Regions from separate parts of the Hordeum vulgare genome. Here region 2 is linked to region 1. The links are chromatin contacts, called in public Hi-C maps. All regions are on one chromosome and are shown on one strand. Each heading gives the region's core, a stretch centred on a gene start, on an enhancer-like site or on the middle of the called end of the contact. The rest is flanking DNA. Distances are from core to core; before and after follow the strand shown.

Evidence for each region. Hi-C and Micro-C count contacts between places; a contact is called where the count stands out from the background.
Region 2: a Hi-C map of seedling shows a contact between it and region 1, with 8 times the contacts expected there. The contact joins two enhancer-like sites. A contact is called at or near these places in 3 of 6 Hi-C or Micro-C datasets (leaf and seedling) and 1 of 1 datasets of contacts at active chromatin or transcription factors (embryo).

The regions. Positions count from the first base shown.
Region 1 is chr6H:456,101,341-456,104,040 of MorexV3_pseudomolecules_assembly, reverse strand. No RefSeq gene overlaps it. Among protein-coding and RNA genes, the nearest start is that of LOC123404302, 160 kb to the right of the region's middle. Within about 2 kb of position 1,425, at least 3 of the 3 cell types and tissues checked have open chromatin away from gene starts, as enhancers often do. A contact at or near this core is called in leaf and seedling, where this site is marked.
Region 2 is chr6H:456,770,745-456,773,444 of MorexV3_pseudomolecules_assembly, reverse strand. No RefSeq gene overlaps it. Among protein-coding and RNA genes, the nearest start is that of LOC123406433, 11 kb to the left of the region's middle. Within about 2 kb of position 1,259, at least 3 of the 3 cell types and tissues checked have open chromatin away from gene starts, as enhancers often do. A contact at or near this core is called in leaf and seedling, where this site is marked.

The DNA of each region.
Region 1 (2,700 bases), core at 176-2,675:
ACTTATTTATTAAGATTGCACCCTAGATAGTATTTTTATTAAACGTTTAACAGATAAAATAATATCATATTTAAATTCTACATATTTTTCTAATCAAATTCCATGTATAATATGTTAAATTTGAAGTTACGGTTTAAAAGATATGAGTATTTAAAAAAATATTTAATATATACTACGAGTTTAATGTCATAAACAGTAAGGCTTTTTTGTAAATCACCTCGGTGGGTTTTCCGACGGAAGCGATGGCCTCTTTATTATTAGGTAAAGATTCCTAAACATATTTGAAAAATCAACACGTTTTAAATATTTGAACAATTGTAAATGGGCAGATTTAATGAACAAAGAAAATGAACATTTTGTCACAATTTCTAATATTTCTGAAATGTTTTTATTTAATCCGATTTTTTAATGAATCTCTTTTTTCAGGATTTCTTGAAGAAATAATAGAAGAAGAAAAAATCAGTAAATTAAGCGACGGGATTTACTTTAAGAAAAAAAACACGAACCTGATTCGGTCACCGTTGGTCCTATATTTTGTGTACACGGCTACCACTTGGCCGGTCCATTATGGTATCCTTGTCTTGATTGATTCTGTGATTTGTCGACAAATTCGCGCGAGGATAGACAACTAGGTTTGACCCTGGAAATCCCTATTCGCCGCATTCTGCGTCGAAAAGTCGAGGCTTCGCACAGAGGCACCACATAGCGTTTGGTAATGGCCCAGCCCATTTACATGTCCAACACCTCCGGTTTTAGGAACCTTCTAAAGTCTCCATACGATTTTTTTCCGGTTTTGGAACTTTTTATAAGATTCTCTGAACCTTTTTTTTCTGTTTTTGTTTTAAAAATGTTCTTGATTTTTAGAAAATGTTATCAAATTTGAAAAAATGTTTCGGAATTTGAAAAAATGTTTTGGAATTTAAAAAATGTTCGGAAATTTAAAAAAAATTCCAAAATTGTAAAAATGTTCAGAAATTTTAAAAAAATGATCCAGAATTCGAAAAAATGCTCTGGATTGGAAAAAATGTTCCGGAATTTTTAAAAAGCTAAGGAATTTGAAAAAATATTCTGATATTTTTATTAAAAAGTTTCGAGTTTTCCAAAAGAAATAATCCAAAATTTGAAGAAATGTTCCGGAATTTGTAAAAATGTTCCAAAATTTGAAAAAATGTTCCAGAATTTGAAAAAATGTTTCAACATTTCAAAAATGTTCAGGAATTTAAAAAAATGTTCCAGAATTCGAAAAAATGTTCTGGATGTGAAAAAATGTTCCGGAAGTTTCAAAACAAATATACTGAAATGTTTCAGATTTTCAACTGCTGGTCGCTAACCTTTTTTGTGGTCTCCATATTCGCTACTGGTCGCTAACTTGGGCCGGCCCAGTAGGGGCGACCTCGTGTGCGTCCCCTCGGCAGTTGCCGCAACGAGCGGCGCATAGGAGGTCCCCTAGCCCGTGGCGAGACGGCTGGAGCTATATCTCGCTCTTCGCACAAGCAACTGGGCTGGCCCATTAGCAAATCTTAAAACAAAATGGAAGCAAGGACAAGATTAGTCCCCTGGCCCTCCTTGTTTATTTGTAACACGCCTAGCCAATGTAATGATCAAATTAATGGCCAAAAGGTAGATTCTTTTTACATTAGTTACTTCTTTTATCTACATTTTGTGTATACGTCCAGAACACTTTTTAATACATGTTTAGACATTTTACAAATATAAATTTAACATTTTTCGAATACATGGTCAACATGTTTTGTAAACACTCTTTAGACTCTGATTGTCCTTTTTCCTCCTTCTGGGGACTTGTCTCCAAGACATGTAGATATTTATTATATATTAATATAGCATAGTAGGAGCCTCTCCTATTATTTTCAGTCAAAAAAAGACATGTTTTGTAAAGAATTTTTTTAACAATTTTGAATTACTTTATTAACATTTTCGAAATAAAAGATTAACATTTTTTAAATACACATCAACATTTTTTCTATCCATACGTAATATTTTCAAATAATTGATTTATATTTTTCAAAAACGATATGAAAAAATTATAATGCATGATCAACATTTTTACTATGCACATTTAATATTTTTCAAATGTCTCATAAACATTTTAAGTGCAATATTAACATTTTTAACACACAATCAACACATTTTCTAAACACATTTACATTTTTAAAATACTTGGTCATCATTTTTTCCAAATATTTTTTTAATATTTTTATATACATGAGGAAAGCCAATACTATTAAAAGAGGGTGAGGTATTATGTTTAATTGGTTGCTCAAGTGCTTAGAGATAGCCACCAAAAATATTCAGTCATTCTCCTAGAAAATTGATGCCACCAATATTTTCCACTCAGCCCTACCGATTTTTCAGAGATAGAACCTTTGCCAAACCCTAATCTCTCGGTACCACCAACTTTCACATCGGTACCACCGAAAGATAGTGACCAACTTTCTGTTGAGCAAATTCCAAGAATCGGAATTTCCGAGATTGTAATTGGTCTCACCGAGATTTGGAAACTTCCCTAGGCCATCACATTAGTACCACTGAGATTTATATATCGGTCTCACCGAGAATTTAAAAGTCGCCACATTTAGTGCAACTCGGTACCACCGAGATTCATTTCGGTATCACCGAGTTGGGGAATAATATTGTAATGGTTGGATTTTGGGGGATGCCTATATATACCCCTCCACCTCC
Region 2 (2,700 bases), core at 10-2,509, 670 kb before region 1:
TTGAAAAATATTATGCCGTTGAAACATCTTTGAAAAATATAACAGCGTCAGTCTAGTCAAAGACGACCGGCTCCAGTCGGCTTCACTGTAGTCGATTAGTGCTTATCGGCTTTGGCTAAACCGATAAGCCACTCGTCCGCCCCATGCATCTCGAGTCGGCTTAAGCATGACTATTTAGTATTAATTGGCTTAATAGTAACCAATTAGTTTCAGTTGATTTTGGCAAAGCTGATAGGTGCATCCGCTCATACTTTTCAGCGTAATTAAGACTTTTTGGTGATCGGCAAAAATAGTCCGCCATAATTTCCTACTTCTAACTTTCTGTCATAGTTTCCCGCTTCTTAGTTCCCGCCGATATCTTCCGTCATAATTTCCCGCTTGTGACTTCCCGTGCTTCTTAGTTCCCGCCGATATCTCCTGTCATAGTTTTCCGATTCTTAGTTCCCGCCGATATTGCAAGCTAGTAACCAGTGCATCCATCAGAGTCTCACTATATTTGCTTCATATAAAATAATTTTTTTGAACTGGACCGAATCCATAATGCATGAGCATCGATGTTGTCTGTTTCAGTAACACTAAACATCCGTCCAGCCATTGTGTCAACTGACTAACAATATATATTTCAGGGGCAGTCATTGACATCTTAATGTACTGAAATTCACTCACATCAACTCCCATCTCATTTGTTTAAACAGTATCAGGGCCATAGTAAAAACCTAACTTCACTAAATTAGACATCTATGTTGACCTAAAAAACGTGGACAAACAATAAATAGAAGGACAAACTAAAAATATTACGAAACCAACTAAAATATTACCAAACCAACAAACCCGTTTTCCAAATTTGGTCGGAAATAAAAAAAATATCAAAAATTTCAAAACATGTTTGGAATTTTTTAATCATTTAGAAAATTCAAAAAATGATCGATATTTCTAATATTTGTTTGGAAATGATAAAAAATATTTGCACTTTAAAAACAAACAGGATTTCTAAAATTTGGTAAGAATTTCAGAAAAAAAATCAAAACTAAAAATTTGTATGTAATTATAAACAACGTTCATAAATTTCATTTTTTGAAACTTCAAAATAGTTTTTCCGTTTTACAAAATATGTTCATGTTTTATTATTAAAACTGACAGAATTTTTTTAGAAAAAGTTTGATCACAACAGTCGAGTAGCTTCAGTGCGGTTTGCTACAGTACATCGATTCCCTACAGTGCGGATGGCCGGCCTAGTTGGGTGCTCCTTTGGGGACCTCCTATGTGGCGCTTCAGGCGACATTAGCGGAACGGGCGCCTGCAGCGCCCCTATTCGTGGGCCGGCCCATATAAAAGGGGTTTGTTATTAAAAAATCGACAAAAGTTCACAGAATTTTTAAAAAGTTCAGACTTTCGTAAAAAAATCAATGATTACATGTTCATGAATTTTCAATTTTTTTAAAGTATTCGAAAAAAACATCGATTTTGAAAAAATAGTTCATCAATTTTTGAAAGTAGTTCACTGATTGAAAAAAGTTCATGAATTTTAAATTATATTCATCGATTTTCAAAAAAGTGCACCAATTTTTTTTTAAAAAACATCGTTTTTTCAAAAAAGTTCACCGATTTCAAATGAAGTTCACTGACTAAAAAAGTTCATGAAAAATTTCTAGATGGGTCGGCCCATTGCGGAGCACTGCAGGCGCCGCTTAGCAAATCCACAGTTCCTCGGATTCGAACCACACAACTAGCTCTTGACGGTTCGCTCGTGACAACACCCGGCAACAGACCAGAATCTGCATTTTATTTCTTTTCTTTGTTTTCCTTTTTCCATTTTTGTTTTCTGTTTTTCCTTTTTCCCTTTTTTCATTTATCGTTTTCTTTTTTTGAAATTCCTATTTTTTTTCTTCAAATAGAGGAACTTCTTTTCTTAATCCATGAATAGAACTTTTCGAAACTCGTGAACTTTTTTTCAAATTGATGAACCTTTTTATAAATGGAGGAACTTATTTTTAAAATTTTATGAACTTTTTACAATTATTTGAACTTTTTCTCAAAATGTATGAAATATTTTTAAAATTAATGGGTTTTTTTCAAAATCAATAAATGTTTTTCAAATGGATGATCTTTTTTTGAAAATGATGTATTTTTCCCCAAAATCGATGAACTTTTTGCAAATCGATGATTTTTTTTTGGAAAATTGATGAACTTTAAAAAAATCGATGTTGTTTTCAAAATCAATGAACTTTTCTTCAAAATCAATGAGCATTTTTCAAATAGATGGAATGTTTTCAAAATCGATGAACTTTTTCAAAATGAATGAATTTTTTTCAAATAAATGATTTTTAAAAAATTGATGAGATTTTTAAAAAATTAATGAAGTTTTTTTAAATTGTGAACTTTTATTAAAAAATGACGATTTTTTTTTCTAAATTGATGGAATTATTCAAATCCGTTAGTTTTTTAAAATTAATTCAGGAAACTGAGTGATACAATACACATGCTATAGATATCACCACGAGCTTTTTTTATACTTTTGGTGCTTTCCTAATTCAAGGAAGTCGTGTCGTTTTTGTGGTGATGCACACTCGTATGTAAGGACCTTGGCTCAAGTTCGAATTGTGGAAAGGCCACTTTTTTTGCTATTTTTTACGCTCTTACAAGTTCGTTGCGCAGTGGCCCGAGCGGTCTTAGCGAACGGGTAAATCAACCTTATTGGGC